Regions from separate parts of the Mus musculus genome. Here all the other regions are linked to region 3. A link is a contact called in public Hi-C, HiCAR-type, HiChIP or PLAC-seq and promoter capture Hi-C data. All regions are on one chromosome and are shown on one strand. Each heading gives the region's core, a stretch centred on a gene start, on an enhancer-like site or on the middle of the called end of the contact. The rest is flanking DNA. Distances are from core to core; before and after follow the strand shown.

Evidence for each region. Promoter capture Hi-C pulls out the DNA fragments that hold promoters and counts their contacts. Hi-C and Micro-C count contacts between places; a contact is called where the count stands out from the background. HiCAR-type assays count read pairs that join an accessible place to other places. HiChIP or PLAC-seq counts read pairs in DNA pulled down with a chosen protein or histone mark.
Region 1: a promoter capture Hi-C map of erythroid cells shows a contact between it and region 3, with 4 times the contacts expected there. The contact joins the promoter of Cnot2 here to the promoter of Nup107 in region 3. A contact is called at or near these places in 3 of 39 promoter capture datasets (erythroid cells, liver and pre-B cells).
Region 2: a contact with region 3 is called in an H3K4me3 HiChIP or PLAC-seq map of forebrain, with 8 times the contacts expected there. The contact joins the enhancer-like site here to the promoter of Nup107 in region 3. A contact is called at or near these places in 8 of 39 promoter capture datasets (the 3T3-L1 cell line, the C10 cell line, cranial neural crest and 5 more), 5 of 115 datasets of contacts at active chromatin or transcription factors (embryonic stem cells, forebrain and large pre-B cells) and 1 of 9 other capture datasets (embryonic stem cells).
Region 4: a HiCAR-type map of astrocytes shows a contact between it and region 3, with 2.9 times the contacts expected there. The contact joins the promoter of Grip1 here to the promoter of Nup107 in region 3. A contact is called at or near these places in 1 of 39 promoter capture datasets (hippocampal neurons) and 1 of 115 datasets of contacts at active chromatin or transcription factors (astrocytes).
Region 5: a contact with region 3 is called in a Hi-C map of B cells, with 6 read pairs. The contact joins the promoter of Dyrk2 here to the promoter of Nup107 in region 3. A contact is called at or near these places in 1 of 39 promoter capture datasets (pre-B cells), 1 of 484 Hi-C or Micro-C datasets (B cells), 3 of 115 datasets of contacts at active chromatin or transcription factors (astrocytes, embryonic forebrain and extraembryonic endoderm stem cells) and 1 of 9 other capture datasets (liver).
Region 6: a contact with region 3 is called in a promoter capture Hi-C map of pre-B cells, with 6 times the contacts expected there. The contact joins the promoter of 1700025F24Rik here to the promoter of Nup107 in region 3. A contact is called at or near these places in 3 of 39 promoter capture datasets (the C10 cell line, hippocampal neurons and pre-B cells).

What each region holds. Positions count from the first base shown.
Region 1 is chr10:116,579,057-116,583,817 of GRCm38.p6, forward strand. It overlaps Cnot2 (CCR4-NOT transcription complex, subunit 2), which reads right to left and starts at 2,455. Exons shown (of 16, transcript NM_001037846.3): 1 at 2,397-2,455.
Region 2 is chr10:119,216,014-119,220,965 of GRCm38.p6, forward strand. Cand1 (cullin associated and neddylation disassociated 1) reads right to left here. Exons shown (of 15, transcript NM_027994.1): 3 at 3,577-3,731; 4 at 1,928-2,051; 5 at 438-694; 6 at 130-235. Among named protein-coding and RNA genes, the nearest start is that of Cand1, 22 kb to the right of the region's middle. Within about 2 kb of position 2,433, at least 43 of the 459 cell types and tissues checked have an H3K27ac peak or open chromatin away from gene starts, as enhancers often do. A contact at or near this core is called in forebrain, where this site is marked.
Region 3 is chr10:117,789,920-117,794,461 of GRCm38.p6, forward strand. It overlaps Nup107 (nucleoporin 107), which reads right to left and starts at 2,786. Exons shown (of 28, transcript NM_134010.2): 1 at 2,685-2,786; 2 at 548-639; 3 at 55-141. The coding sequence starts at 2,692.
Region 4 is chr10:119,452,670-119,457,643 of GRCm38.p6, forward strand. It overlaps Grip1 (glutamate receptor interacting protein 1), which reads left to right and starts at 1,365. Exons shown (of 23, transcript NM_001277292.1): 1 at 1,365-1,753. The coding sequence starts at 1,696.
Region 5 is chr10:118,865,851-118,870,175 of GRCm38.p6, forward strand. It overlaps Dyrk2 (dual-specificity tyrosine-(Y)-phosphorylation regulated kinase 2), which reads right to left and starts at 3,053. Exons shown (of 3, transcript NM_001014390.2): 1 at 2,871-3,053; 2 at 2,300-2,448. The coding sequence starts at 2,919.
Region 6 is chr10:119,410,416-119,414,955 of GRCm38.p6, forward strand. It overlaps 1700025F24Rik (RIKEN cDNA 1700025F24 gene), which reads left to right and starts at 3,029. Exons shown (of 4, transcript NR_040578.1): 1 at 3,029-3,204; 2 at 4,170-4,247. Gm40778 (a long non-coding RNA gene) reads right to left here and starts at 1,406. Exons shown (of 3, transcript XR_872101.2): 1 at 613-1,406.

The sequences.
Region 1 (4,761 bases), core at 1,205-3,704, 1.2 Mb before region 3:
GAAAGAGAGAGAGAGAGAGAGAGAGAGAGAGAGAGAGAGAGAGAGAGAGAAAGAAAGAAAGAAAGAGGAGAAAAGAAACAAGCAGAACACGATTACTAGTATTTCTAACTTGCCAGCAGTATAAAATATTTATTTTTGAAGTTTTAAATAAACCTAAGGCATCTCTGAAAAACCAAAAAGCACCTACCTTTATATAGGGAAATTAAAGGTAATTATTATTTTAGGGAGCCTATTATTTGGAGTTTGATTTCATTTTCAAATCAAATAGTTCTCAGATGGCTAGGCTATAAACCACTCACAGACATCAATCTGCTTCATTTTCCACCATACACCATTTATTTGTAAGCACTTTAGAAAGGCTGTATTTACTGATACGTTAATGTGCAGGCCACTCTCAGCCTGGAGCATCTGGTAAGGTTACAGGTATCTCTAGACTGCATCTGAGAACCAAAGTGCTCTGCCAACACATGCACTACCTTATGTGTGTCAATAAAGCATTAATAGGAATGCAAAAAATAAAAAAATAAAAGTCAAATACAGTCTTTATTTCTGGTCTAGAGTTAAAAACAAAAACAGGCACTTTTTTAAAAATGAAAAGGTTTCACTTTAAAATTAAGGATCTTGCAAAGTCAGCAAAAGTGAAAAGTGGAAGAAGTTGTCTGTGCATTTTGAACTTTTCCTTTAGCTTTAAGATGACAACAGACTGGATAGGCAGAGCACAAGGGACCATTTAGAAAACATATTAAAGACACAAAACCTGAACACAGACAAATATTTGAATGTAGACAACCATTTCAGTGTACTGGATTTTTAAACACTTCCAACTTGGAATAAAATTACCTTACAAAACTACAAAGGTGACTTCTGAGAAGGAACTGTTGTTGAATATACAAAGCATTCCCAAACATAAAACTGTTGTGAAAGTTACCACCCACTTATTTGGAAAGGGAAATCTATAGGAACACGATTCCATCTCCCTAAAACTTCTCACTATAGAGAGTAATAGAAAATGTATTCAGTTTTGAACATTAAGTGTGTCCCTTGTGAACAGATCTGGTTAACGTTCTACCATTTGCCAATAATCTAAGGATCATATTGCTGTATTTTATTAGGAACTGTCCAGATGATTAAAGAGAAATCTTTGACTAAGGATTTAATGAAAATGAAGCAAAACACTCTTAACACTTGTCTTCCCAGATGTTGAAAAGTGGAGATGTCCCCCTAGGATTTCCAAGAAAGTACCTATGTGTAAGATTTATTTATTTTTATTTTCTTTTGGAGGTAAAAGCGTACTGATTGGATCTAACGTAAATGCAAATAACAAAACCTTAGAAATAATTTTACAAAAATAAAATTACAATTAGATTTCCCGAAGGGCCTACAGATAACAAGAATTATAAGCTTTTCTCCTAAGCAAACAGTACCTCAATTAAGAACTACCGGGTTTCTTTTAACCCAACTTATTTCTTCTATGAAACTTTGAAGTGAAGACCTAAAACAAAACGGCAAAAGGTAGAGGGGGCCCGGCGGAAGTAGAAACCAGGGCTTGCAACTTCACAAGAGTGGCTCGGGTTCCTCCTCCGCCGCCCCAGGACCATCGGAACTCAAGAGGCTACACCACTAGAGAGGCTTCCCACTCCAGGCACGGGGGCAGAAGCAGCATCTGAGTTTCTCTCTCGCCTTTCCACCTTGCAAGAAAGGCCCCTTCGGTATAGCTCAGGGCCTGGAGGCTCCCGAGGCCCGTTAGCCAGTGCGATGTCCCCATCTTACACAAACAAACAAATAAAAAAAAAAAAAGAAAGAAAGAAAAGAAAACCACACAAGTGGCGGAGGATGCGCGTGTATGGCCAGAAACGTAAAGCTTCAAGGACCAGCAGCTGCTGGGAACGTGGCAGGCAGGAGCCGTGTCCAGTGGCCGGGGCTCCTGGATGCTGCTGCCGCCGCCACCGCCGCCGCTGCCTTCTCTCCTAGCCCAGGAAGCAGCACGGCGGCAGCGGCTGCTCCGCGCCGGCGGGAGCCGGGGAAGCCCCGCGGCGGGCAGCGGGGGCCCGGGCCTAAGCTCCGGAGCGGCTGCGGCTGCGGTAGCTGCGGTGGTGGCGGCGGTGGCGGCCCGAGCACGGCGACGCTTTACGTCCCGTCCACCCCGCCACACACCCCCTCCCTCCTCCAGCGCCGCCACCCCCTCCCCGCCCGCCCGCCCGCCCGCTCCGCTCTTCCCTCTCTCGATTGGAGCCGAGACAAAAGCAACGGGAAGCGGCGGGCCGGGACGCTACCCGCGGACCCCGGGCGCGACCGGACCAGCCCCGAGGCATTCCCCCGCCTTGAGGGGGCCCCCAATCCGCCTCCCCCGCCGCGTGCCCCGCCGCCAGACTTCCGAAAATTGGCCAAAAACTCACCGCATGAATTTTCTTGTCCCGCGGATCCAAGATGGCGACGTATCCACCGCGGAGGCTGCTGGGAGCAAGACCTTTACCCTCTGACCCCCGCCGTGACCCCCGTCGCTCCGACTCCGCTCGAAGGCGGCGGCGACGGCGGCTGCAGCAGCAGAAGCCGGCGAGCGAGCGAGGCTCGCCGAATGGACGGAACGCCGCCCGTACGCCAGTCGACCGTGAGAAGCACAACGCTCGCCTGGAGCCTTCCCGGGCTTCCGCCGCCTCCCGCGGAAGGTGCGGCGCTGTCTTGTGGCGGTGACCGAGGAGAGTGGGGCCTGGGCGGCCTCTCCGGGCTCCCGAAGCCAGACCGCCGCCACGCCGGGAGCTGCTGCGGCCACGCCTGGAGCTGCGGCCTGGGGTCCGAGCGAGCGGGCGAGCGCGGCCTCGGGGGCGGGGAGAAGCCGAGGGTGGCGTGGGTCCGCCCACCGGGGGACGCGCAGCGTGTTTGTGTTTGTGTTTTCCTCGGACACCCCGCCCCCGAGCACCTCCTGCGGGCTGTCCCCGGGCTGTCCCCAGCCTGCTGCGCGGCGCGGTGCGGTGCGGTGCCTGCGGTGCTTCGGTCCTCCCACCGCCCCGCTGCCTGCGCTACCTGGGTGCGCTCCCCCAGACACCCGCCGCACGCCGCCCGCACCTCCCGAGCAGTGAGTTCCCCTCCGCTGGAACCTAGGCGTTTGATCGCCGCCCCCTCTTCCTTTTCATGCTCCCCTTTTTTTTACCTGCCCCCCCCCCCCCCGGTCTAAACCTGGTGAGAGGAAGTAAGGGGGAAGCGTGTTTTTAAAGCACTGCCGGGAGTACTTAATCTAACCGAACGGTGTTTGTGGCACTTTATTTAGTTCCCGCCCGGCGCGCCCTTGGTAAACCTTAGTGACCAGCTGGCTCATCCACTAGACCTTTTGAAAATACGGTGGCTGTGGTTGGGAACTAAAGTGTTTTGCTCTCCAAAGCCGGACTGTCCCTGAAAGTGAAATTACTTTTTATTGCTGTAATACTCTTAGTTTACACCTTTGAACATCCACAAACTTCGTGTTTTACGGTTACTTAACTTGCTAAAAAGCCTCTTTGTGCTTTGAAGTTGCGAGTTTCATAACGTATCGCTGTTCATGTTTGAGTGGTAGAGCTTACTAATGCGGATTACTACTCATTTGAAGTAAATAAAGTTTCTGCTGTAGTTTAATAAATTACCTCCTTCCAGCCCGCCAGTCTATATAGTTAGATATAGATTCTGTGATAAACGGAAGCGATATATATTTTTATCATAGAAAGCTAAAGGCAAGAAATAGGATACAATAGCCTACGGTGAAATTAAAAGTACCTTTGTCATGGTTTTGAAAGTAATTTGACATAGCAGATATGCAGTATCAGCAGATATGCAAATTTGTTTAAATGCGGACAGGAACTGGTGTAGCCAGTAGAAAAAAAAGGTTTATTTTGCTAGGTTGTTCATTTCATTAAATACTCCTTTTCACCGTTTTGTGTTTTGTTGGTTTTTCACTTTAGGGAAATTCAAGAAGGAACAACACAGTCCTACATGGCCCCTCCCCCAACCGTGCCTTCCTGTCTCGTCTGCTTTCTCTTCCTCTCAAGTTAGCATCTACTGCCATAAGGTAGTGTGTTCAAAGACTGGCTACTCTAGGCGTGTGCAGCTCATGTGCGTGAATGCATGCAATGCAGAGCACCTTAATCTGGCTGCTCGTTATTGGGAGCCCTTAATGTGTATGTAGTAGCATTATCACATTAAGTAACATTAAATATTCTAATTCATTACTCTTCTTACGTATATTAACTTAAAAACACATTTTTGTCAAAATTTAAACATTGCTGTCACTGGGGAAGGTCTGAGAGTATTGCTATGCTTGGACTTTACCAGGTGAGATAAGACCATTTTCTTAATTAATGTGTGGAACAGGGATGCTAGGAAAAACTCCATGAACGTCCTAGCATTTGCTAAAGGCTGTATTGATGGCTCAACGTGACGATGTATGCACTCAATAAAAGATGTATGCACTCAATAAAAATCTTAAATCATCCTGTCGCACCGAAAACTTCTTTTCAGGGCATAATTTCACAGATCTTTATATCTAGCACATGGAAAGCAGAGACAGGCCAATCTCTGAGTTCCAGATCAGCCTGGTCTGCATAGCTAGTTGCAGATGACACAGGAATATATATATATATGTATATATATATATATATATATACATATATATATATATATATATATATACACACACACATACATATATATTAATACCTTGTAAAAACAAAATGACTTCATCTTCAAAGCCAGACATAGTGACATTTGTTGTAACCTATTACTGTGGAGACTTAG
Region 2 (4,952 bases), core at 1,183-3,682, 1.4 Mb after region 3:
TATAGGCTACTACTATTTAATGAGAAAAACACACATACATGAAACCGTATATGCTATTTCTCTTTGCTTACTTAATCTTAGTAACTAGTCTATTCTTAAGAAATAAATAAAGAGATCTTAAAAACTTACCTTCTCACAAATGATTCAAAAGCTTGAATGCAGTATTCTCTTAATTCATCATCATCTACATTACAAAATTTTACCACCAAAGGAATTATCTTTTCAAGGTATTCACCTAGGAAAAACATACTGCCTCTTAAAACTACACACTTAAAACAAAACAAAACAAAACCCAGTTTAGTACAAAACAATTTTAGGGGCCAGAGGGCACAGGTGCCTGCACAAGCCCAGAGGCCTGAGTGTGAATCTGGAAACCCATGTACGACATACACAGAATTGAAACAGAGACACCTTTGAAGCACTTGACAATGGCTTACCTATTCTATGGCCAGCTTGCCTACTAATAGCAGCAATACACTGTATGTAGGTCCTTGTTGTTGACATGGAGTCATTTTTGGACAACTCTGACAACAGATGTTCAATAAGGTCTACAAAAACTATATTTCCGCAGCTCATAACTAGGTGGCCAAGAGCAATAATTGTTCTTTTCCTCACTGCAAGTCTAGGGCTGGTCAGCTGGGGAAGCAGACAGGTCAGAATTGAAGGGTGGAAATTAACAAGCAGTCCTCCTTGCCTTAAAGGAAAAGAAACAAACAAAAACAAGTAAGTGTAACATGCCAGAGCACTAGCAGTATGTCTAGACTCTAAACAAACTGGGGAGAGAAATCAGAACTCACAATGAAAGAGAAAAGCCAAATTCTCACTATCCCCTGCAAAATCCTAAGCTAAATGGATAGATCTGAGGTGTGTTTCCCCAAATAACCCCTAGGAGTGAGGCCCAGATTACTACTACAGGCCAGCTAACCAAATGGCTGGCAAAACACCAAATAAAACCAAACACACAATGATCTTGTCACTTTCCTCCTTCCAAGACTTCAATGTGTTTTGTCTAGAGTCTTGTTTCCGAATGCCTACACGTCCAAAAGCCTAGCATCCCTTCTCCCTTCTTCTCTCTGGTTCTTTCTGTCCATCTCATACCCAGTTTTACTGGTTCACCACGGCCAGCTTCACTTAGTCTTGATTCTGGCCTTTCCATTATTATCTCCTAGAGCAGAAATCTACTAAGTACTCTATACTATATGACAGGGTACTGAGAGCCCCTCACTGCAGATATTTAATATACACACATTTTTCTATATCAAAGTGCTTAGCTATTTTTCAACTTAAATTAACTTTAAATACTACCCACAAGGACTCATCATTATTAGAAACAAGGATACACTGAAAGCGAAGAGCCCTAAAAGGTTTATTTTCTCAGGAGTAGCTCAAATCTATTCCTCAGCTTGCTGCCATAGAAAGCAGAAGAGCAACAAATGAACAGAATCCAGCCCTCCTACCCCAAACACACAGCATAAACCTGACTTCTAAAGGGTGGCATGTGCTTAGCTGCAGACTTGTGACTTCCAGTAAGGCACCTCTTCACTTAAGCAGGTGAATGGATGGAACAATAATAAACAAACTGCTAAAAGAAAAAAAGATAAATCACAACATTTTTCAGAATCAAAAAATGTCTGTGATGGGCTGGAGAGATGGCTCAGCTCTTCCAGAGGTCCTGAGTTCAATGCCCAGCAACCACATGATGGCTCACAACCATCTGTAATGGGATCTGATTCCCTCTTCTGGTGTGTCTGAAGAGAGCAATGGTGTACTCATATATATTAAATAAATCTTAAAAAAGAAAAAAAAATCTGTGATGCATCTTACATTTTCTTTACCTCCAACCACGGATATCTAGACCAAAGAAAAATGTCAATAATGACCATAATATTTGTAATACACCCACTACAAAAACACCATGTACACTTACCTGCTCAACATGTCAGCCATGATATCCAAGGCTTCGAGCTGAACAGAAACATCTTCCTGCTTTGCTATTGCACTGGTAAGGCGTCCAGTAATCTTTTTACATACATTAGCAGCTAATGCAGAGCCTGCAAGAGTAAATAAAAATTTCAAGTGTGTTAAAATTCATATACACATTAGTTGCCAAATATTCAACAGGCTAAAATTCAAAGGCATTTAAGAGATCCTTGCTAAGAAAAAGAGTTGAAAACCTCATTAAACCTGACCACGAATCAGAAATTAATAGCTGTGAAGGGGTCCAGGAAATGTGACAAATAGCACTATTCAAGTCTTGCCAGGAAGTCCTGAGTGGCCACTGGCTAGGAAGCCTGCAGTGTTTGGCAAACAAATGTCTACACTGAAAGCATCACAACTGTTCTGTTCTTGAGTTCTCTCTAGCACAGCCTGAAGCTCTGTTGAGTTTGCACTCCAATACTTACGCAGTTGCTTTAAAAGAAGGAAAAAAATAGGTTTACGCTTCAGTCAGTCACGTGACCAAAGGGTAAGCTGTTGTGTGCGCGCAGGCTGCACCCCTCACTTTAAAGTAGGTCATGTTTTACAAAAGCCAGGAAAGGGGGAAGAGGTAACTCACTGAGAAAGTTAGAATCTCAATAGTTAAAAAAACTATTTAACTATCTTGTAGAAACCAACTAAATGCATCTTGCATGAGGGAAAAAATGAAGACCGTGTGCAACAACAGGAAGGGAGAGCACTACCCGTCGTTACTCAGCCTGCCTGGATGCTTCAACAGAGTCAAGCAACACTGGTATGCTCTGGCACAAACAGCACACCAGTATGAGATGGAGAGAACTGTTTTTCCTCTTGTGGTGCTAGGGATGGGACCCAGGGTCTCATCCGCGGTGGGCGTGCTTTATCACCGAGTCACATTCAGAGCACCCTCCAAACTGCTTCAAACTTTAACCAAACAGGAAGTCAAAGCTCTGGGTGGTGACTTAATCTCTGCACATTTCAACTGTATGATTTTTAGACTAAAAGAAGCAACGGAGAACAGAACTGATCATAATGATCGACAATCATTAGTATTTATTAATGAGTGAGACAACACTCACGTGATGTTACCAATTTAAAATCCTCCCACAGTAGGGATAGGACCATTTCCCTCATTCACAGTTAGGACAGTAATTTTCAGACTTCTAAATTAAATGCAGGTGTTAAGTCCAATCGCACATTCACACGGCCTAGGTGATTCTGGCAGAGGCCCGAAGTCAAAATAGTTAATGAATTATCAAATTTATAGAATATATATATATATATATCTCAAACTTCTATATATCAAATTTGATAATTCATTAATTATTAAATTATCGAGTAACTGGAAAGGACTGAAACTGAATTAAAGCTACTAGTAAACTGAACAGTTTCAGAGCTAGGCCTTAACTTTTAGAATTTTATACAATAAGCTTTTATAAACCAAATCAAACCTAGAATTACAAACTCATCAGAAATTGGTATTTGCTTATCCTTTCCCTCACTGCAGAGGCTACACAGCGAACACCCTGCGAATTCCTTCAGAACCGACACACAGTACACTTAATAAGTGGAGAGGACGTATCTCCACGTGGAAAGGAAACAAGAGAATCCACTCTTGCTCACCACTGGAAGCTGGCGGAAGTTCTCCAATTACTGTTTTCAGGCCGATGCTGGAAATGTCTCGCAGCTGCTCCTTGTCAGAAAGCATGTTGGTGCAGAGGGTGTCCACGATCGTCTCCACTTGGTACTCTTTCACTTTACTCACCAAAGGGCCAAGGCTGTGAGACAGACAGACAGACAGACAGACAGACAAGGGAACACTCTTAACGTCTGGATAACCACAAAGCAAAAAGTACAGCTATCAATCTCATCTAGTAACAACTGTCACTGTGGCTCCCTGTCTGTCATAATGACACATAAAGAAGCATGAAGGGTAAGTGACTGGCGCAGCTCCTTGTGGTTAGTTTCCAATGGTTCCCTACTGATTTCTAGCAGAGTAACTTAAGACAATTTCTAGCCTGCTCACCAACCCTTCACAGACACACACACACACACACACACCTCAGCTCTAATCATCAAGGTCTGCTCCCAAAAGCATTCTCCTATAAGGAAAGGTCCATTCACTGTTGCACTGCCAACTCTGACCTTTCCTGTTCTAGTTGCTTTTAATTTCCCATCTAGAATTTAAAAGCATAGTGAAAACTTCTAGACCTATTATGTGCTCAGAAAGCATGTTGCACAACTCTGTTTTATTCTGTTGATGTTTCTATATCACTCCTGCTATCCAAACCCCTCCTCAAGGATACAAGTCCTGCCCAACACTCTAACACACAGCAGGCATCGTTGGGATATGAATAGTCCTCAAGAAACCACTGTTATTCAAGATTCATGATGAAGAAGGTACAAACGGTATAACTGAAGATTAAGCCGGGGAGGTAAAAACTCATCTAAGTATGGAATATAAAGGCACTATTTTACAATTTCCTAAAACTTACACATTCAATATTACCTTTCACCAGGGCAGACTTAACACATTATAAGTCAGTTTTCTCTGGTAGCAGGCCTTCCAGAGATAATTAGGAAAGAAGACCACTTCAATAGCTCAACCATACTCGGCAAGCAACCCAAGCAAACGAAAGGCCAGCAAAGGCCCTGAGCCTTGGTGGGAACAGGGCCTGGTATGAGGATGGGAAGGGCAGCGATGGAGGGCAATGAAGGGCAGAAATGTGTCCCTGTTTACAAAAGGACAACGCTTCTAATGGAGGCCAGAGAGATGGCTCAGCTAAGAAAATGCTTGCTCTATGCATGCGTGTGTACACATGCACACACACATCACACATAGAAAATAAATCCATTTCATGTCAGCAATAAACACTAACAAACCGTATCTCCTTAAGAACAGTAAATACTACTTTATATTTTTAAAAACTTCCTTTCAGTATGCTGAGGAAGCGTGCCAAAGTGTATACACGTGGTGTTACCGGCTAAATGGAGATCCA
Region 3 (4,542 bases), core at 1,536-4,035:
AAATGCCAGCTGGCTACTTCATTAAATACTTCCAAAGCACAAACAAAATCTTACAAGGCTGTCGAAAGGAGCTTGGCGTTCGAGGAATGATCTGGCTTCTTGGTGTAGCAGTACCAAAATTGTCCTCTTGGTTGGCCTGAACTTAGGAAGAATTAAGGAAAGTTTCCATGTAGAGAAAAGAAAAATCATTAAAGTCAAGCAAGGATTTACTACACAGATACATGAGCACACTTCTTTCAAGAACAAAGTGTTTTATGGGCACCACCTTTTCTGTACAGCTGTTAAAGCCACCTGTCATTTAAATTCTCAGATAGAGACTAGATAATAAGTTTTGACTACTATGGCATACCAGTAGTGAGACAACATGCTTTTCAGAGAAACAGGCATCTTAGCTCACTGACATTCACTGAGAACATGTATGTCCCGTGTATGTAAACATATATGTAAACCCCAATGGAGGTAAGCCAAATTCTATCCCAGCTAATGTTTAATCCCACAGCCCTGATTCACGGCACCCTGCACTCTGCAATCCTGACACGAAGGATACTTAGAACTCTTTTGTGAGCACTGTGCTTCCGGGCAGTCCTCGTCACCTCCGCATCCCGGATCACAGGGGATGACATCCCCCCGAAGCCACTCCTAGAACAGTATAATCAAGGTCTTAGACGGCATCTTTGAAGGACTACCGTTACAGTTAGGGCAAAGAAAGGATCTTCGTCAGTCGAGGGACGGCTCACCCCAATAGCCAAGTCTTGGATCTTGTTGGCAAGAATAACCTCTTGTCTCTGAGTCCTGCTTACTCCCCCAAATCCCACCCAGTGCTCGGCTACCAGCCCTGTCTTTGACTGCCTAGTATCACAATAGTATGTTCTCCGCGGAGTTATCTTAGAACCCGAAATTTATACTACAGTATGGCTTCATAAAGGTAAATCTTTTCCTCCATCAGACCAAAGAGCTGCTTGACTACAGAATTCTCTACAAGGAAGGACTCTGCACTCTCTAAAATACGGTGATGAGTTAGCTGCTTGTTGAAGGGCTTGGTTTTAGCCCAGGCTCACACCTCTAATCCAAATTGTACTACATAGGAAGTGCCAGGCCAATCTGAGACAGGGTGAAAGCAGCTTCAAAAACAAACCCAAACAAAGAAGGAACAGGCTCTGAGAATTCTTCTTTTTTTTAATCCTCATGAAAACTTCACAGAATATATCTATACAAGCTAAGCCAGTCATCATGTCACTAGGCAATATCATCATATGGGACCACTGTTATATTTTTGGCCTGCATGCTGACCAAACACTGCTATGCAGCCAGGACTATACTTCAGACTGTGAGTACGATATGGCTTGGCGGGATGAAAGAAAAAGTGAAGCAATTCTAGTGAAGAGGAGAAATGGCCCTTCAAGTGATTTCCCTCCATGTAGACTAAGGATGTCTCCTGTCTTAGCACAGTGCTATGGGCCTCCAGCACTGTCATCTGACAGCTTATAAACTAAACCATGGGGGTTGATTTTAATTATCCTTCTAGTACACCTTTCTTCCACTTAAAATCTCCAGCCAGCTTCCTCTTCTCTGCAGACTCAAGCTAACACTCACCAGCACAGTATTTACACCACCATCCTAATTTAGTTCTGCCCATCAAGTCCATCCGCATTGCTGGGAGCATTCAGCCACACAAGCGTGAACATTTTTCATGACTTTATATCTGAGTATGTTTCTTTTACAGAGGTCTATATGTGTTCCCCTGTCACTGGATGTTCATCTATCTACTTAAGTTATTCATCAAACAGCTTTATGGAGATTCAAAGGTCCCTGCTGGTAATGTTTCTCTTTCCCCCCCCAGAACCTAAGGGTTACTACGCAAGCACTCTACCACTGAGCTATATCCCCAGCCCCATAACAGGGTTCTATTTAACTATGCCATTCCTTAAATCTCTTACAGGCTCACTGTTCTATATAGATAAGATCCTCACGGGATTGCTCTAAAACTAAATGTGCCACTTAAAGCTTAAGGAACACACATAAGATAACCCCTAGCACAATGTTTTCAGTATCAATAATGTGCTATTATTACTCAAAAGACCAGCTAGCAAGTTACTTTTATAGGTTTGCCTGAAACTCCTGTGACAGGGAGATAAAACATCTCCTTCATTTATTTTCCCCGCAGTACAGTATAAATACATCGTATTACACTGCTCGACTGTCTTCACTACACAATCTACTCCCCGATGCCAAGGGCCTTAAACAACCCATCTTCGTGTCAGGCGAGCATAAATCATTTGAGAGGGAGGGAGAAATTCAACTCCCTAGGGCCGGCACTTTAAAGTCTAAGCTGACCACCGTTACCCAATAACGTACAGCTGACATGACTTAATAACCGCAATAAAACCACGCTGAGGACGTCTGGGCTGAACTGTCAGTGCGGCTGATGGCCCTGAGCTCGAACTGCTTCATTTCGCATTTCGAATGCGGGACCATCACAGACCCCCGCACACTTCGGAGCGAGCGCCGAGAAGACCCGGGAGGCGCGGCGTGGAACCCCGGGGATCCGCATTCTCACATCCCCGCTCCAATCGCGCCAAGCGTCCATTCCTCCACCGAGGGCCAAATCCCTGGCCGCGGAGGCGGTTACGTCGCTAACAGGCGAGAGCCCCAGTCTCGGCCGAGGCGTCCCTACCAGGACTGACCTGTCCATGGCTTCAGCGGTCTCCGCCTAGAACCTTGCAACTCTTTGACTGCAGCCTGGCCGCCGCGTTTCAGCCTTCCCGCTCTCCGGAAGCACACCCTTCGACCCGGAAGCGCGGCCTGGCTAAGCCAGTCCCAGAGAAACAATGTTCCCGCTCGGCGCATGCGCGACTTTCGTCTCCAGCCGCAGGCTCAGTGGGCGCAGGCGCGGAAGTGTGCCAGGGAGTGACTGCGTGGCTGGGTGGTGCCGGCCAGGCAGGAAGGGGGCGGGGAAAGGGGCGGAGCTTGGGTATGTCGCCTGAGCCTGGCTTGTGGGCGTGGTCTGGGTGGGGCGTTGTTCTGGGAAGCCGGAAGTCTATAACCTGGACTTTAGGAATCTGTTGAAGAGTCTGCATTCAGCGTTCTTGTTTGCGGTTCAGCGCCACTTTACGGGATCTGGCCTGTCTCGGGGCGCTCACCTCTTTGAACTGTGGTGTAACCTCACTGGACGGGTTTTGAGGTTGTTTTCTCTCGTTATTTATTTCTCTTTTACGGAATCAGCCGTTTTTTAAGAAATCCAATAAAAAAAGCAAAGCATAAGAAAGCCACATGGGAGGCTGAGGCAGGAGGAAGAACCACGATTTTGAAGCAAGCCTGCACTAAGAAAGCCTGACGATAGTAATAATAGCAATTATTATTGTTGCTGTTATTATCATAAATTTTAAAAGTTTTGGGCGTGGGAATACTTACCTGTTCCAGTACCTCAAAAATGTTAGGTCTCAGGCCCTCCAAATATCTAGAAATGAGCTCTGGCTGAACCATTTCTGATTTCTGGCGGTTAGATAAACGCCAGCATTCCTCAGGAACTCCTGTAATGCGTTTTCCTTCGGTCTTCTTAGCTACTTGTCCCCACAATCCCGACTCTGCACTAATTTCTAGTCTCTGCTCTCTCATCTTGCACACAAAACTATCTTGAAGAGCTCCAACAGGCGCAGACATTGCAGACACATCACCAGCAGGTGTGGCCCTCTCCCTTCCCCTCTCCCTTGCTAAACCGTTAGATTACATTCCTAAACCTAGCCACCAAGGTCTCTTCCCTTATTTGGCCACATCCTTATGCCTGACTAAAACTCCGAGGTCCAACTATCAAAATTCACTAGCTGGCTAACATGTCCACTTAGGACTTACCAACTCATCCTAGCACAGCCTTCCCCCTTTCTCCTGCAGAGACACCTGCTGCCTTCTTTGGCCGATCCAGACGGAGGCAACACCTTCTGCTTGTCCGTCTTGGGTAATACATTTCCTTTGTGCTGAGCATTTGGTGTCTGGGTGTGTTCTGTCCTGACTCCCATCTCTTGCTGATGTAACTATTCTCTCCCATTCTCTAGCTTCCCCGGCCCTGGCCATGTCCAGCCTGTTTCTTTTTCTCTCCGCTCTGGGCACTTCCAGGTGCCTCTGGATCTTTTCTCTCTCTTACCCACATTAAAAACCTTATCCCTAACGGAGCAGTCACGGTGGCAGTTTCTTTACTGTGCCCGTCCCATGCACAGAGTAAGGTACAGACAGGAATCAGGGCCATGCTCAGGCCCTACTAAGTTAGAGGCCAGTACGAGTTTGTTGTTGTTTTGTTTGTTTCTTTGTTTTGATACCCAGTCTCAAAAGAAAAGAAAAAAGTAGTACTATAGTATCCCTTCTAATCCAGAGCTGTCTGAGTAAAAGGCAGTGCATCCAGCTGCCTGAAGAATTCAGTTGTTACTTTTTTGCTCCTCACTTTGAAAGCAGACACTGTTTATTAAGTAACCAGATTACAACCATAGTGTTAGAAGGGCCAGCCAGGGAGCAGCTTGCCCTGCAAACCTGATGATCTAGCTTCTGTCCCTG
Region 4 (4,974 bases), core at 115-2,614, 1.7 Mb after region 3:
TTTCCTTTCTTTCCTTAGGAGAGACAGCCACTGGTTTTTGGCAGCAGGGCAGCTCTGCAGTGACAACCAAGCACTCGCACAAGGGGCAACGGCAGGTGCCAACATCCCTGCTTGATCAGACAGTTTATGAGATGGCAGGAGAAGACAGACCTTATCTTCAGGTGCTGTGTGATTATGCTATTGCTCTGGCAGTGAGAGAGCAGAAGGCTGGCAAGAGCTGATGTCCCCATTGAGGGAGAGGAACCACAGTTCCTTCAGAGGCCAAAAGAAACCGCAGAGGCGAAACCCCCAAACCACACTCCAGTAGATACAGCCTCTGGGGCTCCAAACTCTTCAGAACCCGTCAGATGGGAGGGAAAGGCATGGCTATTTTCCAGCCAGAGGCCCAGGCTTGAAGAAATGAATGGCATCTCCATGCAAGACAGACAGCTGCCAAAAGTCCCTCTCCTAGTAGCACTGAGGTCTCAAGGAAGAGCCCACATGCCTGGGCAGAACCTTCCAGGCTCTGGTACAAAGGCTTCTGTCCCCCCTCCCCCTCCCCACCTTTATTCATTTTCCACTGATTTTTTTTTTCTTTCTGTGAGCCTATGACAAGAGGAAGAAACTAATCATAAAACCTGATCATAAAATTCCTTCCTACACTTGAAGACAGCTATTAAATATTCACTCAGCTGAGGTCTGCTTGCATCCTTTAAAACAAAAGGGGCTCCTGGCTCCCACCGTCCCCACCCCTGGGACCAGCGCCGACCATCCCGAAAGTTGCCACTGCCCCTGTGTTGAGGGCGAAGTTAGCGAATCCGGAGCTGCGAGTCTCAACTTGGGGGAGGGGGCGACGGGCAGGGCTGGGGAGGGGAGTGAGCGGCGAGAAGGAGGGACTAGAGGGAAGGACACTGCCCCCTGCTTCATCGAGGTCATCGCCAAAGCCGCCTAAGCGGCCGGTCGGGCTCGGGGCGGGAGGCCCGGGAGGGGCGGGCGAGGGCTCCGCAGCGGCGGCGGGGTGCCAGGCTCCGTACCTGGCGGGCCGGGCGCGCCTCGCAGGCCGGCGATCCGGGCGCCGAGGGTGTGAGCGCGCGCGCCCCTCCGTGCCCGCCCAGCCTCGCGCGCGTCTCGGGGGGAGAGGCTCTGGCGACAGGCGCCCCGGGAGCCCGCAGCTCGGTCCCGCCCGCCCCGAGGAGCTTTGTGCGGCCGCGGCGGCTCCGAGTCCCACCTGCTGGCGGCGGAGGGACGAGGAAGGAGAAGGCGAGGACGACGAAGAGGAGGAGGAGGTGGAGGAGGAGGAGCGGAGCGAGGCGGCGCCAGCCCTGAGCTCCCGCCGGCGCCCACCTCCGGGGGCTCGGCGGTCCTACACCGGCCTGCTCCGGTCCCCCGGCCTCGCGGCCACACCGCGCCACCGCGGCTGCAGAACCCCCCCCCCCCCCCAGCTCTGCCCGGTTACCGCGCGGCCCGACCGCCACAGCCACCGCCACCGCCACCCCCGGGGAGCTCGGGAGACTTGGAGGCGAGCAGCGGGGCGCGCGGCGTCGCCTCAATGTATCGGGGAGTCGCCTCGGCGCCCCAGCCCCGCTGAGCAGCCTCGGGCGTGTTGCTACCGGCCGGAGGGCGTGAGCCAGGAGGCGCGGCGAGCCCCAGAGCCGGCGACCAGCGAGTGAGCGAGCCAGCGAGTACGCCCCGGAGCAAGCTCAGGGAGCAGACACCATGCCGGGCTGGAAGAAGAACATCCCCATCTGCTTACAAGCGGAGGAGCAGGAGAGAGGTGAGCCTGGCGGTCGAGCCTGGGGGGCCGGGCCGGGCGCCCTCGGTGCCTCCCTGTCCCCCAGCTCCCCGAGACCTGTCCTCCGGCCGGCAAGGGAGGGGCGCCGTGCCCTCCGGGGACCGCGCTCCAGGCCAGGTGGCACCTTGCGAAATCCGAGAGGGGGTTTGGGGATCTGGAGGGGGGAAAAGCCGAGGGGGCAAGGGAACAGTGCTGCGGCAAGCAACTTTTCGCCCGGGGAAAGATTCTGTTTTTTCTTACCGAGGACCTAGAGGGAACTCCAGCTTCTCCTGGGCCCGCTGCGCACGTGGAGCCCCGGCTCCTCTCTGTGCGGTGGGCTCTCCTGGTGCTGGGGGTGGGGGAGAATCTTGCAATGCTTTAAGTGACTTTTCAAACTTTCCTCCTCCTGCCGCGGCCGCCTTGACGATGTCCCCGCCTCTGGCTGGGCTACGATGGTGCTGCCAAACCCAAAGTTGCAGGAGATTCTTAAAGGGGGAGTAGAAGGGGGAAGAGTGTGGGGGGCGGGTAGGGGGCGCTGCCTTGGGTCGCTGGAAGGGGGGAGGGGAGAGAGGACTGACTGTCCCCTGGCTGGTAGTGACTGCCTAAAAGATGAGTTATGCCCAGCGCAGTCCCGGCTTTCTAGTTAATACCGCAGGACTGCGGACTTTTCATAATTACTGTCTGTTTTCTTCGGAAGACACGGCTCTCCGTGCCAGGTGGCTCTGCAGCCCCTTTGTGCTTCAGCCTGCCAAGTGTGCTGGGCACGTTGTTTTGAAGTGACTCGCGGAGAGGAAAAGTTGAAGGCCTTTTGCACTCTAAACGCTTGGTTCTGTTGTCATCTTACGGTGTTTGGGTTGTGCAGTGGTTGGCCGTAACCTGGATATCATGTACGGAGTACACCAAAATTTCCTACCAAGGCCCCATGGGGCTGTGGGGTGCGCAGCATCCAGAGGGATTCCCTGGCTGTCAAGGTCCACCAGGGTTTATATACTCCTGCTGCTTCAACTACAGCCTGCTTTGGCTTGTTCAAGGAACCTGCTTGAGAATTGAATGGCTTTCAGGCTGCAGGGTCTTCATGACTAACAGTTGGTGCTGGAGGTTAAATGGTGCTTCGTGGGTAGGCTGTGATGGAAGCAGGAAGCCAATCTGGTGTGTAGAAGGGACAGCGCTATTTCCCCCCTGCCCCCCCCACCCCAAAAGAATTTGATTCTGCAGCGTGGGGGAGCTGGTATGGACGGTGGCTGGTGTTACTCGTCATGCTAAAAGTTTCAGGTTTTGGAAAAAAATGCTTACAGCCAAGAAACCAATGTACAGTTTCCAGTTTTTCTCTAGGTGGCACAGCGCGTCTTTGGTTGATAGCCTTTTTAATGACTCAGGGAATCTGTCCCTTTTAAAACCACTTCCTTATTAGAGTTGTGCATTCATTTGCAGTACACTTCTGGCGTGTGACCATGGATTTACCCCCCCCCCCCCGCCCCGCGCCCAGTGGTATCCCTGCTACAGAAATGCTTCAATGCCTGCCTTTGCATAACCATATCTTAAGATTTGCAGATCCAGGTGCCAATATTTCACTACCAGGTTGAAGCAATGAAAGAAAGGGGTCTGTCAAGCACCCAGGTCTGTCCTATCAGCTAAATGCTGCGACGCACCTGATGTTAAGTGCGTCAGTTTGATGATTAAAAAAAAAAAATCACTACTGTGTTGCCCCTAGGTTTTTATCAGAATGCTGAAGTGGGTAGATTTTTTTTTTGGGGGGGGGGATTGTAATAAAATGTACTTGTATGTCTTTTAGAAATATAGTAACTTTGAAAGATGATCACCTAATCTGCTTGGTTGAGATAAGACCGGAATTCCTCCAGTGCACAAAAATCTGAGTCAGACAAATTGGGCAGCCAAAGCTCCTCCAACAGGAGGGAACAGGGAATGTATGGCCCTTGGTTGCTTTTATTTATTTATTTATTTATTTATTTATTTATTTATTCAATGTTTTTATTCATTGCTCATGAGATGTTTTTCTAAACAGCACGTGTGTATAGAAGTGTGTGTGCATACATATATATATATATATATATATATATATATATATATATGTATATTAGTAGTATTTTTTGAGGTCCTGCCTTATTGAGAATGTGCAAATGATTTTGTTCTTTAAACATCGTCCATAAACGTAGAACTTGCGTATGTGGTTGTATCGTGTGTATGTGAGTGTATTGAGATGCTTCCGTGACTTTTGGTATGTCTGTCAGAGGACACTGCTCGGATTATGCCCTTTGCAGAATGTATTGAGTGCTTGACGTTTTTTTTTCTTTGCATTTGAAGTAACATTGTATAGACTGCCCCACTGCCCCATGATTACTTTTGAAATATAAGCTATCAGGCCAGTCAAAAAAAATAATCAACATGGAATACATATTATATTTTTAATATTGTTTGAGAATACAGTCAACCAAAAGGCCAATTTGTAGCATTAAATCCTAATGTGGGCTGTGCCCTTTCTATACCTCTTCCAACCCCAGCTTCTATTTACCATGCTGAAACACATTATGGAGACTAGTATAACTTTTTTTATGTGAATTTTATTTTTTAAAGTATCTTTGTTGATTATAACTCGAATTAATATGAAGTTCTAGCTTCCTCAAGATCCATATATATATATATGTATATATATATATATATATATATATATATATATATATATATATATATATATATATTTAAGTCTCTATCTCAGCAATATTTCTTTAAAATGCTAATTTTGGTTTAGACATGGATGGGAGGAGCTGGGGAGATGGCTTAGTCAGCATCCGTGCAAGCAGGAGGATCGGAGTTCCAAACCCCAGAGCCCGTGTAAACAAACCAGGTGCACAAGTGCTTGCCTGCAGTGCTCCTCCTGGGGAAGTGGAGACCTGATGATTACTGCATCTTGCTAGGCAGCCGATCCAGCTGTGTTGGGGAGCTCTGGGCTCAGTGAGAGACCCTGTCTTAAAGATAAGGCAGAGGAGCAAATGAGGAATGATAGTGCGTCCACTCACAGGGACCACTCAGTGGAGTGTACCTTTTTGGTACTATTGTCACATACAAAAGGTGTTTTGGCTAGGCTACGTAGTTTCCCATCAAACCTATATGCCGTTCATAACTTGGGTTTGTCTTGGAAGCCTCTGTCAAGACAATATTGAATGAGCTATGGCTACTGCACGCAGGGTTGAGCAGAGCAACGGCAA
Region 5 (4,325 bases), core at 1,803-4,302, 1.1 Mb after region 3:
GGAATCTATAGAAATTAAAAGTTTTCAAAAATTTTATCATCGCCCATATATTATTATTATTTTTTAAAGCCAATGAGAATTGAGATATTTATTGGTTTTACTTTTAGGACAAGCTGACCCAAACTAAATTGCTCTAGTATACAATAAACGTCATACAAAAAAAAGAAAGCAAACTACCATGGGAAATTCCAAAGTTCATAATCCTGTCATGTGTTTAAGGGAGAAAGGGCCCCCCTGCTCTGCTCATTTTTCTTCCTGCCCTTTCTTTCTCCCTCTGCCATTCCTCCACAGTTCCTCCCAGGGGTAACTGCTCCAGAAACAAACACATAAACACTTTTGAAAATGTGGAATATTGGGACTCTGGATCTGTAAAGGTTCTAGTATTTATAATTAAGCTAATACTGGTTCCCAGAACTAGTAGTCCCAAATAGTACATTAAACGAAGACTCGGGAGGGTGTGTGACTCGGCAATACACATCAGAGTTGCCTCTGGACTCCTGACAGCTCAGTTAACCTGTGGAGTCTGCCTCCTCAGGTAAACACACAGAGGAGCCAGATCAACTCTGTGCTCCTTAATGCCTGATCTGGGAAACCTGCAATGTTACACAAACCAAGTCGAAAGTAACATTTGAAATACAAAGCTTCACTTTCAAAACGGAGCATCCAAGGATGCAGAGTAGCCGAAGTTCACCCTTCAACTACAAACAGCCATGTCACACACAGGTCACAAAGCACAGGCGTCTATCCCGAAATCGCCTTCATGGCCTTTCCTCTCTGATGCCACACAGGCTATTCTGCTAGTGACAACTTCTCCTTCACCCGGTTCCATGACATATTTCAACCGCAAAGAAGTTCTGATCAGGCTAAGGCCATCCTTACAAAAACTGGGAAACCAGAGGCAAACTGAATTATTTCTTTTCCAGTTCACACCATGTAACATGAGCACACCAACACATGGGGGAGGGGGAGCTGGGGGGAGGGGGATGGACGCTGTATTTTCCAAACTGTCAGATGATTCAAAACCAGCCAAAACCACAAAAAATCCAAACCTCTAAAACCAATGGCTGTTCCTTTGTAGGATGCCCTTGTGGCAATCACATCCCTACTAACTGCAGGCTCTCTTTCCCAGCAACAGTACAACCCAGATGAGTTAATTCTGTGTATGTCCAGCCCCTAGGATAGACCCACAAGAAAAACAGAGAGAATAACAAAACATGTCTATGAGATTATCTACCTCTCTTATATGTCTCCATTACAAACAACTAAAGTCCACCTTCTTCTCATCTCCTGTGATAAGCAAGTTTCAGTCACACATGATTCCCCACCCCCCTCCCCCAGAGATGCTCCCTGCAGGCCACAAACCATGGGTGGGTGCTCTCAACCAACTTTCACTTGGTAACAAAATCCTATGCCCTGCAAGCAACCTCACATAGAAACCATCCTAGGTTGCTCACGCTCCCAGAGAGCCTTTGGGAAAGAGACCTTTGAAACCACCACCTTCTGCAAGCGCACACCTCCTCTAGGCTCCAGGTCACCATCCAAAGGCCATCGCTGGGAGCCGAGGAAAGGTACATTCTGAAGTCACATCCAGCTTGCCAGTCTCTACAGCTACCAGTCCCAGGCTCCGCTCTCCTCCCCAGGGACTCAAGGGACAGCCCTTGTCAGGTGCCCTTCCTTTGCCACCTACAAAGCAAAGCCCAGTCTTTCCTTTTGAGCAATATCCACGTTGAGAATCCTGCGGGGGGGGGGGGGTTGTTTTGTTTTGACTACTGCTGTAGCTCTTATTTTTGTTAATGTTAATTACAATTTCTGCTGTGCTCAAACCTGTAGCTCTCATAAAACATGCTTACACACGCGGGGGACAATTGGCGGGTGCTCCCTGCTGGCTGGAGCCAGGCCTCGGAGGCTCTTTGGGGGATCGATTTTCCGGGCAGGGTAGGCTAGCTGTCCCCTAACACATACGTTTCTATAAATATCCACTACCCCTGGGGTTGGGAGTAGATGTTTACCGGGTCGGGGGGGAAGGGAGCTCTGAGAAGCAGAGATGAAAAAAGGGGGAGGGGGCGCAAGGAGGAAGTTCCCAGGAAAAGGAGCCTGGGGTGGGCGAGCACCAGAGGGAAGCAAGGGGCCCACGCCACGAATCTCCTTTGTGGCAGCAGCTCGGGGCTCGCCCAAGTTGCAGAGGGCGGCGTCGAGGACAGGCCCCTGCTAGGGGCGTGGAGATTCGGCCCTCTCTTCCCACAGTCGGAACCCAACAAGCCAGGGGTCTGCCTGGCGCCCACCCGAAGCCAGGTCTCACCGTGTGGGCTGTAGTGGTAGCGTTGCTGGCCCGGAGAGGCGGCAGGGCGATGGGGGAGGGCGGGCCGGTCCCCACTCCGCTTCGGGGAGCCCCCGCGCCGATCCCCGGGGAAGCCTGAAGCTGGCGAACGGCGGTGTCCCCTCCTCGGCCTGGGAGCCACGCGCGGGAGGAGACAAAAGAGGGTCAGGGTGGGGGAAGAGAGCCACCCAGACCCCCCGCCCCCGCCCCGGTGGGCAGCGAACCCCCTCTTCTAGGGAGAAGATGGAAGGAGACACCCGGCCCGGGAAAAGCCGGCGGCGTGCGGGAAACAAGGGGGGTCGGGACGCGACTCCCCAGCGCGCACCCGCCAGCTGCAAAGTTAAGTTCGCGACCCGGCGGGGAGCAGTGCTGGGCCGGAGCTCCGGAGCCCACGTCGCCGGGCCGGGGGAGGGGAGGGCGGGCCACCGAGAAGGCGCAGCGGCGGGGTCGCGCTCCGGATGGCCCTCGCTCGACCCGCCGGGTTCGGGGATCCCGGGGCACCAACGCGCGCAGCCCGCGCCCCACGCCGCCGACAGGGTCCCGGGGCCCTTACCGGTCGGGTAGGCGGCGGGAGCGGCGGCCGAAGGTTTCCTGGTTAACATGGCCGCGGGAGAGGAACGTGCATGGCAGTGCTGCCCTCGCCGCCGGTCCCGCCGCTACTCCTCGCCGCCGCCGCCGCCGCCTCCTGGTCGCCCCTCACGCGGGTCACCCGCGCCTCGTCGCCGCCTCGCTCCCGCTACAGCCAGACACACGCAGTCCGCTGCATCCCCTCGGCCCGGACCCGCCGCCGCGAGCCCCCCGCTCTCCTCCTCGCCGCCGCCGTCCCCCTCGTCCTCGGGCGGCTGCTGTACCCCCCGGCCCGTGCACATGCCTCGCCCTCCCCTGCCGCACCGCTGGCCTCCCCGACTCCCTCACATCGGGGCCGCGGGGAGCGGGTTGCGGCCGCCGGGACCCACTCGCTCGGGAGCCTCCTCCCGGGCCCGCGCGCGTCCGCGCACACTCGCACACACGCTCGCCCCCGCGGCTCGCGCCCGAGAAGGCCAGCCCCGCCCCCGCCGAGGCCCCGCCCCGGACTCCCCCCACCCCCCACCCCCGGCCCCAGCCACACAGGCTGGCGGCCACCCCACCCCCACCCGCCACCCCGGGAGTCCCACCCCCTCCGATCTTCCGCAGAGCCGCCCTCCGCTCCCAGGAAAACTGCGACTCCGGCTCGCCCTGTGCCTCCCCTACGGCCATCTGCCCTCTACCCGGGTCCCCCTCGCCCCTGCGACGCCCCTCCCGGCACTACCGCGCAACCTACCGCGGCCGGCCTCCTCCCGAAATTGCTGCAGAGACCACTCCCTCTTCCATCACGCCCCTAAACACCGCTCCTAATGGCTGCTCCCAGACAATACTGCGGCCCCCCACCCCTGGCCCCGACCCTAGTCCCTGTCCCTGTCCCAGTGGCCCAGCCAGCCCCTCTCCCCAGTTTATCATGGAGAGAACTTAGTTGTATGAGGGTCACCTCGGAAAGTCAGGCTCCGAGGAGGGACTGCGGCTGAGCCTGGTGACCCAAGCATGGACGAAGGAAGGGGCTGCCCTTCCACCTTCATTTCAGCCACGCACGCCCTCCCTGATTCACTGACACCGAGTGACCGCTGCCCTCCAGTCGCTAGGACAAGGGGAGGCAGACAGGCGCCTGTGGACCGCAGCTGAGGTAGCAGTTGGCTGTGGGTTGCTAGGCAAAAATAAACATCAGAGACACCTCCCATTTCCTTACAACTCCAAGCCTTTCCCCGGCGCGGCGCGGCCACTGAGACAGACACACCTTCCTTTCAGCTCTCTGCTGCACTGGTGCGACACCTCTGATTCCTCACATCCTCGGAGGAAAAGATTCCTTTTCCCTTTCCCTTCCCAGACACGTGGAGAATTTCCCCGCCCTTTTCATTTGTGGTCTATAGCCTCTGTTTCCCAGAAAGAACAAAAATTTTCTTCTCTGTCGTCGCACACCTTATGCTTTGTCGCGCGT
Region 6 (4,540 bases), core at 1,779-4,278, 1.6 Mb after region 3:
AACACAAGCTACTCGCAGTGAGATTATCCCTGATAGAGGCAGGCACGGCAAGCTGGAGACACACTGATAGCACCCAATAAGCAGGTGATTTGATGCTTCTTGCTCTAGAGTCAGCTTTTCACCAATTAATTGTAAGAAACGATTTAAAAATTCAACAGTATTTGCTTGGGGAAGAAATAGATACTAAGATAGTGCTTGCTGCTGCTGCTCTCGATGACCGAGCTGCCAGATGTTAGGCCAGAGACAGGAATCTGTCATGTCCTAAGTGTATCTCAGTTTCTCTGTCTTATTTAAAGTCTCCCCTTCAATGAGAGCAACTATTTTATCTACTGCTCATCTGAAGAACACCAGATCTGTTTCAAATGCGAACTTGTCGGAATGAATCTTCAGAGACAAGACTCGAAGATCTGCAGCTCCTTCCGGAGGAATTTTTAAGGCTAATTGTGAACCTCCACCTTTTTTTTTTTTTTCCTCAAGCTGGCTTTAGAGCACCGATCCTGTTGTGACTTAAATACGAAATGCTCCCTCAATGGGTTCACGTTTTGAAACCTAGGTTGCTAGCTGGCAGAGCTATGTTTGAGGGTGCTAGAAACTTTTGGAGATCGGACCTACCTGGAAGAAGCAAGCCTCCAGGAACATCCCCTACAGCTCCGTATCCTTGCTCCTTCCTGTCTATTCTCTGTGCTTCAGGTCCACCATGCTGTGAAACAGCTTCTGACATTCGTCTTCTTCACCATGATAATGAAGTACGTGGAACCAAATAACTAGAGTTCCCGTGAGACCTCTCGCCAAAATAAATCCTTCCCCTCCGGACAAGCTTTTTGCAGGGGCTAAAACCATCTAACTCGGTCTCTGAGAATTTGCTACCCCAGCGTCCAAGCTGCCATTGCCATACCACTTCACGCTAAGTGCCTTCATTCCTAGCAACAGCAAAACAAAACAAAGAACCGCTGTGATGCCTGGTCTCCTTTCCCTGTATACTTCTTGCTTTGCAATACAGCAGTAAGGGGGAGGACAGGAGGAAGTCTAGCAGAGGCTTGTTTTCCAGAGCTCTTCTCAGCCTGGCTGGGCTCTATACACCCTGGGTATCCCACCGGTGAGCATCGTGAATGCACAGTTTATTCTGCTTGTTGCTATTCTGTTATCAAATCAGAACCTTGTTGCAAAGATCTGAGACTTTGTTGTTACCTTCATGGCCAGGTTTGTTGTGATCCTGGGATTTAAGTGGTAGTGTCACCTGTTAACATTGCCTGATTTTGACCTGACTCTCCTTTGCCTTTCTCTCATGGAATACTCAGGTTGTCAGGTAGTACTCACTTACGGTTCCTTTTATTCAAACACATCTATTTAGTATGTTTGTTATTTGTGGTCTGTTGTAGAAATATTTCATCCCAACCTGGGGTTTCTACCCTGCCTTAGACCATTTAGTTCCCAGATAAAACACACACACTCTCTTTATATTTACAATACAAACAGAACAAAATCTGAGCAGCTGCCTACCCTCTTTGCTGTTAGAATCTACTTTCCTATTGATAACCCCGAGTTATTACTTGCTAAATTTCATCTGGACTGCCCTTAATTCCAGTGACCCAGCCCTCTGGGCCATGTTCTATTGACTTCTAACCCATAGAGGCTTTTTCTTCTTCCCCCTACTGCACCTTCTTTTTTTCCTCATGATCACCTTCTGACCCCAAGGCAGTGAAACCTGAACCCCACCTATGTTTCTTCTGCCCAGGTATTGGCTGTTGGCATCTTTATTTACCAATCAGAATGGGGTCAGGGTCAGTTAGCATTTTACTGTGGACTCTCTTGCCTCTGGGACAACCAGGTCTTGGGGACCTGCACTTAGCATTGCAATAGATAGAAAAAGACCAAACCCCAACAGTTGTCCATTTTTGCCTACTCTATCCAGAGATGGGTCTTAAACATGAGAGCCATGTTTCACCTACCTAAGTGTTTCACACACAGTTGTTGAATGAATACTGAAACTTTCTGCATTCGAATCCCCTGAACAGAAGTTATTTGAGGGGTTGATACAGAAGAAAGCCTCACACCTGTGCCAAACTCTGTCTTTGTCATTATTAAAACTTCTATACGGTGCTCATCAGTTATCAGACCTACACAAAGAGAGGTGCGATGTCTAAGACAACTGACTGTTTGACAGTCACCCAAAAACCCATTACTACAAATACATTCAGAGGAGAAATTCATATGATGAAAATGTCTAAACCTAGCCAGTGGCCCATTTATTTTAAATTAGGCTTTTATCTACAAAATCCTATTATAGCAAAGTGATTTAAACACATTCTTATGTCTTCTCTCTAATGTGACTTAACCTGTATGTCAAGAAGATTTCAATTAAACGTTTTGATGAGGAATATGCAATTTTTTTTTGGATTACAAGAGTTATTTTAGCTGAGTGGTGGTGGGTCACGCCTTTAAACCAAGCACTTGGAGGCAGAGGCAGGTGGATCTCTAAGAGTTCGAGGCCAGCCTGGTCTACAGAGTGAGTACCAGGACAGCCAGGGCTAGACAGTGAAACTTTGTCTCAAAAAAACAAGACAACATAAAAAGAATTGTTTTAAACAAATGCATGTTTGATAAACTCTCTAATGTCAAACTCTCAGTTGTATCTCTTGCTCTTCTTAAATTGTCTTCAGGACTGACAGAGACAAGGCCTGAAGCGTTCCAACTTTTACCTGCAGATGCCCTCAAAGAGCAAAACTCATGCGTTTAAATACATTCAGGATGTTGTCGCTTCTGTCTCCGACCAGCAGAAAAGAGTGACAACACAGAGTTCTTCTCAAATCAGTTTATTCAGGAACCTTCCGACATGCAAGCAGGACTCTCCTCTAGCCCCCAATCGCAATCCCTTACATAACCCCTCAACCATGCCCCATCAGCCCAGTCCACGTAATCTCAGTTCATTGGCCTTCGTCAAATGCCCTGATCTTAGGTCATGGTGCGCCTGCGCAGCTCTCACGATGGACATGGCTTATTTCCGGGTGTATGAGGAAGTCAGGCTGCAGTCCCGGGCACCATCTTGGGACAACCGCCACACCCGCTCCCCACAGGATGTTATGTAAAATGCTAGCCTCTGGTCCCTCTGGTCTTGCTAACAGCACTTAAAGCTTACAGACAGACACCTGCTCACCTCAGAAGTACATGTGATAGATTTGATAGGAGTAAACAACAGTGCTCCAGGTCAGTGATGTGGGTCATAGTTTTTCTCCCTTTATTAAAATTCCAATGTCATGGCTAGAGTTTTTATTGTTGAGATGAAACTCCGTGACCAAAAGCAACTTGGGAAGGAAAGGTCTACTTAGCCTACTTTTCCGTATCACAGTTCTTCTTCATCATCATCATCGAAGGCAGTCAGGGCAGGAATTCAAAACAGGACAGGAACCTAGAGGCAGGAGCTGATGCAGAGGCAGTGGAGAGGTGATGCTTACCAGCTTGCTTAGCCTGCTCAGGACCCAGGACCACCAGCCCAGGGATGGCACCGCCCACAATGGGCGTGGTCCTTCCCTATCAATTGCTAGCTTTACAAGGCTTGCTTTCCTAACCTTACGGAGGCATTTTTAAAATTGCATTTCTTTCCTCTCAAGTGACTTTAGCTTGTGTCAAGTTGACATAAAACTAGCCAGGACACCTAGTTTGTTTTATTTTGTTCACAATGAGTCATTGTAATTTATAACATCTGACCTCAAACATAAAAGGATGGAGATTGTGTTCTCCAATACAAAAACTAAGCAGGATGCTCTGTAGTTCTAGGAATCAGACACAGAGCAGTTGGAATCCTGGACCCGGCTCTCCCTACCTGAACTTACGTTGGGTGCACTTTACAACTCTTGGGATACATTAACTCTTCACTCACTAAGCAAGCCTGTTGGTACCCACCACGGAGTCTCACTAGTGACAGAACCTCAGGCGGTGACTCATACATGCACAAAATATATCCTACCCCAGCACCTATATGCTCTGGTATGTACTTCACTAGAAGCCTTAACTAAATCATGTCTCCAATTTGCTTCATTTGGAATGTTCATAAAAATACGAAGCTCAAATCTCTTAACTGTGCTTGATCCATGATTACGTCTATTGGAAAACATCATGCAGAAATAGTGTCATCCTGAAAATACCCAAGTCATTGGATCTCTATTTCACAGGTCTGAGCCTTGTCTGAAAACCTGGAAATAATCGTGACATTTGAGGAAGCTTAAAGATCGCCATTGATCTTTGTTAAGGTAAGTGATTCGTCTAATAGTTCCTAATAGTTAAGCAGCCCTGGAATGTAAGGGAACTCACCCACTGTGGCGGGTGGTGGGTGGGAGTGAGAGCCGGGTGCCCAGGAAGGAGAACAGGCGGCTTGTGAGCAGTTCAGGGAGTTCTTGCTCCATTCATCGCGTTCTCGGGTGCTAGGTCTTTCTACAGTTCCAGAGTTCAAAACATGTTCCTTTAACAGTGTGGGAAAAGAAGATCAACAGGGGCAGGGAGACAGAGGAGATGAAAGGGGATGGGGAGGGGCCTGAGAAGCGGA